Linked DNA regions of Mus musculus: region 1 is linked to region 2. The links are chromatin contacts, called in public HiChIP or PLAC-seq maps. All regions are on one chromosome and are shown on one strand. Each heading gives the region's core, a stretch centred on a gene start, on an enhancer-like site or on the middle of the called end of the contact. The rest is flanking DNA. Distances are from core to core; before and after follow the strand shown. Region 1 has its middle 23 kb from the start of Gm25810. Region 2 holds the start of Igf2bp2 (insulin-like growth factor 2 mRNA binding protein 2).

The links. HiChIP or PLAC-seq counts read pairs in DNA pulled down with a chosen protein or histone mark.
Region 1: a contact with region 2 is called in an H3K27ac HiChIP or PLAC-seq map of embryonic stem cells, with 8 read pairs. The contact joins the enhancer-like site here to the promoter of Igf2bp2 in region 2. A contact is called at or near these places in 1 of 39 promoter capture datasets (pre-B cells), 4 of 484 Hi-C or Micro-C datasets (embryonic stem cells, nephron progenitors and reprogramming fibroblasts), 4 of 115 datasets of contacts at active chromatin or transcription factors (embryonic stem cells, extraembryonic endoderm stem cells and pancreatic cancer cells) and 4 of 9 other capture datasets (adipose tissue, liver, macrophages and 1 more).

What each region holds. Positions count from the first base shown.
Region 1 is chr16:22,198,311-22,204,383 of GRCm38.p6, forward strand. No RefSeq gene overlaps it. Among named protein-coding and RNA genes, the nearest start is that of Gm25810, 23 kb to the right of the region's middle. Within about 2 kb of position 2,336, at least 29 of the 459 cell types and tissues checked have an H3K27ac peak or open chromatin away from gene starts, as enhancers often do. A contact at or near this core is called in embryonic stem cells, where this site is marked.
Region 2 is chr16:22,160,897-22,166,977 of GRCm38.p6, forward strand. It overlaps Igf2bp2 (insulin-like growth factor 2 mRNA binding protein 2), which reads right to left and starts at 2,403. Exons shown (of 16, transcript NM_183029.2): 1 at 1,890-2,403; 2 at 350-410. The coding sequence starts at 2,067.

The DNA of each region.
Region 1 (6,073 bases), core at 1,086-3,585, 37 kb after region 2:
AGTGAATAAAAGCCAAATGCCCAGCAGAAGGAAAAACTGGTGTTATATGCAAGTGATAAAAAAAATAAAAGTGAAGATTAACACTATGCTTTGTCCTGAATGTCATCTGGAAGATTTACATGGCCTCTCAGAGTGCCTAGCACCACAGCATAGCCAACAGGTGACTTGCGCTCCTGTAGAATGGTTTCAATTCCCAAAGAAAATAAGCCTGTCCTGGGGGTGGAAATCCCAGTCCTCAGTCCACAGTCTTTCCAAGTCTAAGGGACTCCCTGAAGTTCTGACCTGAGTGCAGCCTCAGGGCCCCCTACCCTCCCTACCCACACATAGCAAGGCTGTGTTCTGGACAAGAATTGTAGGGAGGGTGGACATAAATTGTATTTTGGAGGGTTTTTTTTTCTTCTTTTTCTGGAGACAGGGTCTCACTGTGTAGCAGTAAAAGTGGGTTACAGCAATGTTCCTATAATCTAAGCACCATGGAGGCAGAGACTGGAATCCCCAGGGCTGGCAGATTAGTCAGCTTCAGGGCCATGGAGAGACGCAGACTCAAAAAATAAAGTGGAAAGTAATCGGGAAAGATGCTCAACATTGACCTCTAGCCTACACACACACACACACACACACACACACACACACACACACACACACACACACACACAGCAGAGGAAGCTCTGAGTCTGTGATATCCTTGAGTAAATGTGTGTTGTTGACATGGACAGGGCCATGTCAAGGACCCCAGAGCCTCAGACTCGTGGAAAAATAGGAAAGCTTTCCTCTCCCAACCACCAGGGTGAATGAAGCTCAAAGGGAAATGGCAAAGTCTTCCTCTGGTCCACATGTGGATGTTGATAATGAAAGTCGAAAATGTCTACCACAGGGGGCTGGTGAGACTGCTCTTCCCAAGGTCCTGAGTTCAAATTCCAACAACCACCCATAATGAGATCCGATGCCTTCTTCTGGTGACTCTGAAGACAGCTACAGTGTATAGTTACATATAATAATAATAAAGTTTGGGCTGGAGCGAGCTAGAATTGAGTAAGTGGAGTTGACTGGAGCAAGCAGAGGTCCTAAATTCAATTCCCAACAACCGCATGAAGGCTCACAACCATCTGTATAGCTACAGTATACTCATATACATGAAACAAACAAACAAATAAGTAAATCTAAAACAAAATAAGATATTCTCTCTACAACTCCCTTTTAAAAAAGAAAATAAAATGTCTACCATAGACCTCACACTGGTATTTATGTCGATTCAGCTATATACCATAAACTCTGCCTCCCTGTTTATCTGCCAAATGTATATAATAAAAATGCTGTGAGTCCTGGAGGCTACAGTGTTACGGATAATATTTAAAAAATATAACAGTCGCCGGGTGTGGTGGCGCATGCCTTTAATCCCAGCACTCAGGAGGCAGAGGCAGAGGCAGGCGGATTTCTGGGTTCGAGGCCAGCCTGGTCTACAAAGTGAGTTCCAGGACAGCCAGGACTATACAGAGAAACCCTGTCTCGAAAAACCAAAAAAAAAAAAAAAAAAAAAAAAAAACAACAACAACAACAACAAAAACCAAACAAAAGAAACAGTCATTGGGCGTGGTGGCACACGCCTTTAATCCCAGCACTCGGGAGGCAGAGACAGGAGGATTTCTGAGTTCGAGGCCAGCCTGGTCTACAAAGTGAGTTACAGGACAGCCAGGGCTATACAGAGAAACCCTGTCACAAAAAACAAACAAATAAACAAACAAACAAACAAAAAATACAGTCATGTTTCTACACTTGTGCCTCTGCTCTGGCAGCCTGGCTAGCCATGCACTGGTGGGTAATGGCCTACCTATTTTTATCTCATGGAGACTCTCTGGCCCAGAACTCCCAAAAACGTCTCCACCCAGCTCGCTAAGTTCCCACTGATGGGTCGTTACCACACCAGTCCCATGCTTCAGATCTCCCACGGCCTTTGTGGTGCAACTCAGGGAAACTCATGCTTTGCCACAGTATTTTTCTCTCTGGAACCCAGAGAAGCCACTGCATGAAGGAAAACACAATACAATGTTAGTTCAGAAACTAGGGTAACTCAATTGCTGGGCGCAGCAACTAAAATCCTAACTTGTAAGCCTTATTAAATCTAAACCTTCCCGTAGCAAATCATGATGGATCTGCCACTGAAACAGGGAAGCACTCATAGCTACATCTTGTTCTCACGCTATCCCCCTCTAAAAAGACCTAACTCTCTCCTGCTTCCTCTCTTCCTCCATCCAACCCAGAAGCCCCTCCTACCTGCTCAGTGATTGGCTCCTTTATTCATTAGGGCATTGGTTCACAGTAAGTCATGTGACTCACTCCATGTCCTCAACCCATCCCAGGAGAGCAGAATTAGCATCAAAATACCAACAGCACCAGGCTCATCCACAACACTACAGTCTTTCCATCAGAGAGGCAACTTCACCCCAGCTCTTCTATGCATGTCTTTCTCTTCATCCCCTCACTGCCCTCAGTCAGGTCAAGTTCCTCTGGGAAGCCAAGCAAGGACACAACAAGAAGTAATACCTGAATAATAAGCCAACTGGGCACCAAAATGTGGACACTGGCTACTGGAAATCTAGATAGATAGATAGATAGATAGATAGATAGATAGATAGATAGATAGATAGATAGATACTATATTTATATATTAATATATTATTGTATATTGTTTATTTATAAAATATATAATTTATTATTTTTATTTCATGTGCATTGGTGTTTCCCCTGCATGCATGTCTATGTGAGGGTGTCAGATCCCCTGTAATTGGAGTTACAGGCAATTGTGAACTGTCATGTGGGACCTGGTTCTTCTGGAATAGCAGACAGTGCACTCAGTCTCTGAGTCATCTTACCCACCCCGATACTAGGAATCTTAGATGTCAGACAAGGGAATGAATGCTCCCGAGAGAATCATCCTGATACAGGTAAAAGAAAAAGTAAGGCAGGGAATAAATAAAACCGTGAAGAAAGACAGAGATAAAGGGGTGCAATTCTAAGCATAGGCTAAAAAACATTTGAACAAGTAGACTCCAGGGAGAGGCAGCTGAACTCTAGAAAAGGACAGTTATGAGTTAAGATTTTGGGAAGAAGTAAAATCTAGAGAGGCAGTTGTACATTAGTACATTGAGAGGATTTTGTAAACTTCAGAATTACAATGTAGGTGTTGCAGCTCTATTGGTCCCTGGCAATGTTTAGGAGGCATGCCCAGGGAAAGGGGCAGTGCCAGCTCCTTGCCAGCAGGTCCAGGTGAGAGGACAGAGGTCCCAGTCCCACTAGGGTTTTTCCAGGGCTGATATCCCATCAGGGTCTCTCCAGGGCTGACACTGAGCCAGGAGTCTTGTCAAAACAGGAACTCAACTCTATGGCATCAGCCTCTCACTTATATAAGTTTGGAACATGGGGCTGGCGAGATGGCTCAGCTATTAAGAGCATTGACTGCTCTTCTGAAGGTCCTGAGTTCAAATACTAGCAACCACATAATGGCTCACAAACACCCGTAATGAGACCTGATGCCCTCTTTAGGTGTGTCTGAAGACAGCTACAGTGTATTTAATGTATAATAATAGATAAAATCTTTTTAAAAATATAAGTTCAGAACATAGAGACGGGGATTTTTGGTGGGGTAAGATAACATAGGAGGTGGGGAAGGGTGATGGAGGGTATGGAGTGACTGACAGGGCCAATGGCAAAGCTCCATATCAGCAAAACGGTGGGGCAGAGGCAGAAACAAACAGGTCTTGCTGAGTCACTCTGATAAGGAAGTGACTGACACAGGTCTCAAAACTCGAGCCAGGCTTGGGTTTGTCTTCAAGGCCCAAACCAGGGCCAAAATGGGGCTCAACAGGGCAGGAGATTTGGCTGCATGAAGAATAAATAAATAATAGAAAAGCCTTTGAGGGACTGGATATACAACAGAAGGACCCAAGCATGTTCCCATTTTTGCTTTTGCTTTAGTTTCTTTGATGTTACATTTGTACACACACACACACACACACACACACACACACACACACACACACAGCGCACAGATGATGCAGCCTGTGAGGTGGACCTCATCCTGGACCCTGGGAGCCAGGGAAGTGCAGCAGTGTTTGTTTCTCACCACCATGGCTATGGGGGTCTGGTTTGTCTGCACTGGGGAACGCTACAGTCAGTCACTGCATCACACCTGGGATGGAGAAGACAGGCAAAAGCTGCAGAGCCGTGCTTACATAGACAGAGGAGTCACATAACCAAGGCGGGTTAGTCTTGGTAGCTTTAAATGCTTTGTGTCTAGTAATTGCATCCATCCATGCAGGTAAGACCTGTAGAGGGGTTGGGCCAATGCGTTTTCATACAGTGGCTTGGCCACTTACCTACTTATTTACATCAGTGAGTTATTCTATATGGGGGTGGGGGGTTACTGCTGTAATCTTCTGCAGTCTCAGTGAACTCCATCCAACTATTTGGGGTGGGCTACAGTGATGCAATTTAGATGGGATAACTGGGAAATAATGGGGCCTACCTGCAGATGCTTGTGCCCATAATAATAATGTGGCCCAATTATGTCCCCATATCCTAAGAAAGATACTGCTACCACTGGATCTTTAATGGACTCCCAGGCTGCCGTCTCTTTACCTTTGGTTTCTGTTGGGCACAGTGGCTGCTGTGGCCTTCTTCTTTATGGCCTAGTATCCAGCGCTGCAGGGAACCACTTCCAGACTGAGTGTGAAGATTCATCCTGAGCGTCCACAAAATAAGAGAGGGGAGATATGAGGAGCAGAGGGAGCACTGAGTGAATGAAGTCCCGAGTGAATGTGTCAGGACCCCAAAGTCCTAGACCCGTCACCCCAGGGTGAAGTTCAGATCAAAATGGCAAAGGCTTTCTCTAGTCCATGTGTGAAAATGTCAACAGTATGTACAGAAAGTGTCCACCACAGCTTTTGCTCCTTGCCTCCATATTCAGAGCCTGAAAACTGCTCCCCACAGAGATGGTTCCTATTGTGATTGGCTAAAAACTATTGTTTTGATCTGTTATGTCCAAGTCGTAGGGACCCCAAAGATTACCAAGGAGCCAGTTCCAATGCAATCACATAAGACTCTATTATGAGCTCATGAGCAAGGTCTCTCACCATCCCTGTAGCATTGAGTCTAAATGAAAGCCCTGAGTCTACGGGTGCAAGTTATTTATTATAGTTACAGCAAGCTTGGGAAATTTCTATATGGGTCATCAAGTTAGTATTTTAAAAACTGCATCTCTGGTGTAATCTGCAGGAAATGAACTACAGGAGCAAAACCACCTGACAAACAGAATGGCCAAGTTATCTATTCTCTGCAGGATGTCTTCAGGTATCTCGATGTACCTTGACCCTGCTATTGTAGCCTGACTGGCTGTTGCTAGAATGGGGGGTTGCTATGGGATGTTTACTCAAGTGGACTTTGTGGTTTTCTTCCTGGACTTGGAGTTTAGCCCCTGGTCACACACAAAATGGAGTTTCTTCAAAAACAGGGTTGATTGGGTTTTACAGATCCATACCATAACTCCACCTTCTTGTTCAGCTATATGCAGTAACTCTGCCTCTCTGTTCAACTATATATAATGAAATGCTGAGCCTCTGGGGTACTGAGGCATCTCCATCAAAAAGCCAGTCCACCTGACTAAAGCTTTTCTATGTGTCTGCATGGTTCTTTATTTTCTGACCTTCCCAGTTAGGTCTAGTCCCCACCCCCATGAGTCAAGAGCTGTCTGTGCAAGGATGTGGAACACACAAACCCTCTAAGGCTCAAGGAGTCTTTGATATTCTGTGTACACATGGTGTGAGCTTTGAAGAACCGTGTTTTGGCACAGTGGTTCTCAACCTTCCTAACACCAAAACCCTTTCATACAGTTCCTCAAGTTGTGGTATCCCCCAACCATAAAATTATCTTATTGCTACTTCATAACTGTAATTTTGCCACTGTTATGAATCGTGATGTAAACATCTGATATGTAGAATATCTGATATGAGAGCTCCAAAGGGTTCCTGCTCCACACATTGAGAACTACTGATTTAGCCTGAGGCTGCATCCTTGGAGA
Region 2 (6,081 bases), core at 1,153-3,652:
CAGGAAGTTTGCTATTGTGTTGGGGTTAGAGATGGCCGTGGGGAGTGAAAGGCAATTTATGATAAACTTAATCGGTCACAGCCAACTGAATCCACCTAGTGTTCTCCATCTCGACCCCTAATTAGGCACCAGTTTGCAAGCACAGAAAACACCTTATAGAACAAAAGTAAATAATAATAACAATAATAACTTTTAAAGCTATGAATGTCCAATAACAAAACCAACAAAAACCCCTTTAAAAACGATATAGGCACTTTTTTTTAAGCTGAGCGTATTTCTTTAGTTATGCGTATGGAAGCCCAACCACAGAAGGGGTAAAGAAAAAAAGAACTAGGCAAAATATATTTACCTTAGCTTTTTAGAGACTGAGTAGTCAACTTCCATGATTTTCCCATGCAATTCCACTTTACCTTTAAAACAGAAATTTAAAGCACTCAGAACCTCCCAGAGTCAAACCCGCGGGGGTCAAGGAGGGGCTCGCACACTACTCCGCGCTCGGGCTCCTCCTTCTGGAGCCTTCAAGGGGTCTCCACCCGGCCGCAGCTGGGCGAACTTAGCGCCAACTGTGATGAAAAGTGGACGCCCCGGGTAACGAGCGAGGAGGGACGGGCGCAAGCCCGGTTCCGACCCCAGGTATAGCTGTGGGTGGCATTACCGGAAAAACACATTTAATAAAGAGCGGCGCCAATTTGAAAAGATGAGCTCATTTGAAACTCAAGCTGCAAGGCTGGCGCGCCTCGGTCTCTCCGGCCCCCAGCACCCCATCCCGCCATCCCGGGACCCGGAGGCTCCCAGGCGCTCGCCCCCTGCCCTCCCTGACAGCGGTCCCGGGGACACGCACAGGAGTCCCTGGCTCTGCGGACGCCTGCTTTGGGGTGACCCAAAGGTCTCGCCAGCTTGCCCCGCCGCACAGGTTTCCCAAAGAAGGGGGTTCCCTTGCGGGGCCGGGGGTCCCAGGCCCCCGGGAGCGTGGCCCGCCGCGTGCGTGTGCGGGATGCGAGCTGGGAGCGCGCGCGCGGGCGAGTGTCGCGCTCCGACTCCCGTCCGGGCTCCAGCGCGCTCGCGGGCCCCCCGGTCGCCTCTTTCCCGGTTCTCAGCCCGGGCCCCCACCGAGTTGAGACAGGGTACCTCGTAAAAAGGTGCTCCTGGCCGAGCAGGAGGCGGGGAGACGGGAGGCGGAAAGCCCCCAGCCCCGAGTTCTTCTCAATAAAATCGGACAAAAAATTCAGGGAAAAATAGGAGCGCTTCCGAGACCAGAGAGAGGGAACTGAGCTTCGGGAAAGGACCGAGGGAGATGTGCGGTCCGACAAGGGCCAGGTGGGGAAAAACCCCAAGACCTCGAAGGGTTCAGTAGGTGAAGTCGAGGAGATGCCGAAAGTGGGGGGCCAGAAGACAAGAGGGGGTCTCAAAAGGAGAGTGCGGCTTGGGAGACGACAGAGGGCGAGAGGTCTTTGGCACGAGGCATGGGAAGAAGGAAGGTCTGGCTAGGAGGAGAGATGCTGGATTTGGGGGGGTCCCTGGCAAAGGGGGTACTAGAAGGGTCTAGAAAAAGAAAAACGGGGGACTCTGCAAAGGTGGGGGCGGGGGAAGCTCTGGAGAGCAGCTGGGCACTCCAGGGGCGCTCCTAGGGAGCCAGCGAGCCTGGGGACCCTCGGAGGGGCACAGGGTCGCCTCGACTCTGAGGCCCAAGGGTCTGTGTTAGCCCCCGCGGTGGGGGCAGGGCAGCCGGCCATCCCGGAGCCAGCCCGCCGCGAGAGTCGCGGGGCTGGTGCGTGAAAGTGAGCGTGAGGGCTCGGGAGTCGCGGCGGGCGCGGCCCATGGGGCTCGGCCTCCCCGCTGCCGCCGTCCCGAGCCGGCGAGGCGCGGCGTGGGCTGCGCCGAGTGCTCACCCGAGAGGGTCTCGATGGCGCGGATGGCCCAGTTCTGGTCGGGGTAGTCCACGAAGGCGTAGCCGGACTTGAGTAGGACCTGTCCCGCCAGGGGCAGCTTCCTGTCCCCGAAGAGCTGCCGGAGGTCGTCGGCGGTGACGGCGGGGCTCAGGTTCCCAATGTACAGCTTGTTCATCATCCGCGTCTTCCCGAGAGCCCGCGGCTCCCCCGGCCCGGCACCCGGCGCTCCCGCCGCCTCCGCTGCCCTCCTCTCTCCTCCTGCGCCCGCCCCCGCCCCCACCCTCGCCCTCAGCCTGGCTCCCCCCACCGCGGCCGGCCCGGCCCGCCCGGGGGCAGAGGCGGAGGCGGGGACTCGGCGCGGCTGCCTCCTCCGGGCAGAGTCCCGAGCGGGCGTGCGGACAAAGCGCTTGCTCTGCCTCCCGGTGCCGGGGCGGCGGCGGCGGGCGGACGCACCCCGCGCGCCTGAGAGTTGGAGCGGCGTGTGCACCGCCGAGAGTGCGCGCCCTGCCCGTCCCGCGCCGCGCGCTCCGAGGGCTCGGCGCTCCCAGGCTGCGCGCCCGGCGGGCGGAAGCGGCGGCGGCCCCAACGGGGCCGGGAGCGGCGGAGCCAGGCGGCGCGCGGGAGGTGAGGGGCGCGGACGTGGGCGGGGTGTGTGCAAGGTGGACGCGACGTGGGCGCGGGGCCAGAGTGAGGTGCACCTTGAGGAGAGCTCTGCACGCTAGGGCTGACAACTTTCCTCGCGCGTCCCGAGCCACGCACCGATCTAGAGACTCGCTGCGAGCCAAGCTCTTGGAAGAAGGGGGCGCATGTGGTCAAAGGACGGAGGAACACACGGGTCCCCTCCCCCAGACCGTGTATTCTAGTAAAGTTACCGTGGCGCCGAGCCTCGGTTTCCCCAACCAAGAAAGGAGAGCCAGACCCGAGGCCAGGTGATGGCCGAGGTGACGATGCACAGGCTGAGGGGCGGGTTTCAGTCCCAGGCTTGGTAGGCGTTCCCTGAACTCTGGAAGGAACTGGAGAGGGAAGGAACTGGAGAAGAAAGTTGTCCTTCCACGCGGAGGACGGAAGAGGCAGGGTCCTAGTCCCTCTCCCGGGAAGGAGCCAGACAGATTGCCAAGCGGCAATCTAAGTCACATGGCTCCGTGGGAATCGTAGAAATAAAGGGCTCCAGAAAAGAACGGAGGGATTTTGAGGTGAGATGGCTTTGGACTTCTGTGTGATCCGGGAAGTGTTCCTTGGTTTTTTAGAAGGCTTACGTGTTGGGAGGTATGTCTGGGTGGAGAAGTCACCATGGGCCATAGGGTCTGTCTCCTCTATACTCAGATCCAGCAGTATGCCCCAAAGTGTGCCAACATCCCTGAGCCTAACTTTTATCCCTAGAGAAAATAAAACAACCACCCCTTGTGAGGGTGACATAAAAGGCTAGCTGAGTAATGTGTGACACACTGCACTCTGCTTCCATTTCTTTACCCAGGGAAACTTAAAAGCTGGGTGGACAGGACAGGGGGAGCGGTCCTTAATTACTTGTCTTGATAAGGAAGTGATGGATGATTCTTTCTCATCTAGATATTTACTGACATCTCAATTCTAGCTTTCATCAACTATCCACACATTTTCCTCTCTGGACTTTACTGCTTCTAGAACTGGGAATAGGGCTTTGATAGTGTTGCCCAGACTGACAGATAAACCAGGGATAGATGCTTCCTGAGTAAAATGTGGAAGAAGCTCGCCAGTGAAAACAACTTGTGAGTGCTGCACAACTCACGGCAGACTGGAAGCCGCCTTCAGATTATTTACACGGAGGCTGCTAATTAGGCCGTCATCTTTGTAAGGCTATGTTTGCCCATTCACAGTAAGTCATAGTTACAGGCTACAGAAGACAAGGAATTACCACGGGTTGGTGTTCTCCCTGGCTGAAAGGTTAGGGAGCCTTTTTGGTTGTTGCATTACATTTTCAAACATGTCAAGTGTTTGTGGCCAAACCATGGCTACCCTGAAGAGCAGCACATGCAGTAGACCGATTCTTTCTTAGCATAGGTTTCCGGGGGTGAGGGGAGCCCTCTTTTACACTGCCTCTGAGATTACTTGCAGACATCTTTCTGGGAGGTAGCTGCTTTTTGCTGTCTTTAGTGTGTTCTATCTTGTTGACATTGTAAATGGTATTTCAAGAAGATAGCACGGCCTTAGTGATCACAAAGGACACTTTTCTCCACACCTCTTGTGGTTTTTCTGACTTGTTTTTGTTTTTGTTTTTGGTACTGCAACAAAGTATCGGCCAAAAGAAGTTGGAGCAAAGAAGGGTTTACTTTGGCTCACAGTTTGAGGAGTCTTTCTTGGTCACATGGCATTCACAGCTAGGATGCAAAGCCCAGCGCTGGTGTTCAGGTCCCTTTCTTCTTTTTATGTAGTCTAGAACTCCTACCCGAGAACCTGTGCCACCTCTATCTATAATAGGTCCTCCACACTAAACCTAGTCCTGTGTCCTCTGTGGTGATTCGAAATCTCATCGAATTGACAAGATTAAGCATCATAACATTCCACCCCAGCTCCCTAAAGTTTTGCTTTCTTCTCGTAATAAAAATACATTTAGTCCAATTCTAAAAGCCCCTATAATCTTAAATATTCCTAACACTGTTTGAAAAGTCCCAAGTCTCTCTAAAGACTGAGGGTTATCACTTCATTGAGAACCACTATAATGTTAATAAGCAAGTTGCCCATTTCTGGTAACAATGCCATTATAAAGACTCCCATTCCAGAGGGAGGAAAAATCCTGACTAAAACAGAAGCAAAGGGCAGCAGGGCAAACAAGATCCTACAGCTCCGCCATCTGGGGCTTCTGAGGAACCCGCTGGGCTCCAGAGGGCTTGGGTGGCCCTGCTCCACCAGCTCTGCCGACCTGCAGCAAGCATAGCCTCTGTTTGGGGCTGGCTTCTCTTAACACATGCAGCTTTCCCTCCTGGAGTCCCCTGTTTTTATCATCTCCAACATGGAGTCTCCATTGCAGGTCAGGCTTCATCTTGTTAGAGCTCACAAAATGGCCTCACAGAGATTCTTCACAAGGACATCAACCCTGCCACACATAGTCTAGCCTCCGTGACTCCGTGCAACTATGATGTTCTGTTGTTTATTTTTTTTTAAGTTTTATTTATTAGTTATATGAGTACATTGTAGCTGTCTTCAGACATGCCAGAAGAAGGCATCAGATCCCATTACAGATGGTTGTGAGCCACCATGTGATTGCAGGGGATTGAACTCAGGACTGCTGGAAGAGCAGTCACTGCTCTTAACCACTGAGCCATCTCTCCAGCCCATGATGTTCTGTTCTATGACACCTTCCCCATCTATCTGTCGTGCTTACAACTACTCTCATGTGGATGCTGATGCCAGGTTCTGCTGCCAGCTCAAGATGGAGCCTGCCCCCACAGTTTCCTCTTGGACCATGGTTCTGTTGGCTGTGGTGTTCTGATCCTGGAGAAACACATTTTTCCTAAGTAGTTGTTGTTTGTTGTTTGTTTTATTTGGGGGGGGGGAGGTTGAGTAAAGAACCCCTTCAGTAGCATTAGCTCCTTTCAGATAAATTTGTATTTTGGAAATCTTAATAGATGGGATCTTCCCCTCAGAGCATCTCTCCTGTAGGCCCAGCACAGAGACCCAAGTTTCCTGATGGTACTTAACAGCCACAGCCGCTTTCAAGTCTATCAAACTTCTATCTTTCCTCTCTTTGCTTTCTCTAACTGTAGGCCTGACTGAGCAATGGACTGCAGCTGTACTACAGTTTGAGTGTTGGCCTGTCTTAAAATTCCCTCTACCAAGCACATTCATCCCATTACTTTTAAATTCAACTTCATTCAGGATCTCAGGACTCAGTCAAGAGGCAGCCCCAGTGTTTACAGTAGAACATAAACGGTCCCTGACCCAGTTCTCCATAGGGTTCTTGTTCTCCTCAAGAACCTCACGAGCTAGGTTTCCACTGCCCACATTTGACATTCTAGTTTTCCAAATTCCCACCAGCCTGGCCTATTAAATTCTGCCTACAGCATTCTAGGACTTTCCTAACCCAAAGTTCCAAACTTACAGTCCTCCTATAAGCCAGTTCCAAGTTCTTGCAGACCATACAGGCAGGATTATCACACCCATGGCCCCACTACTGAGTATCAGTTTTCTATACTAGTCATTTCTCATGTTTTGAGAA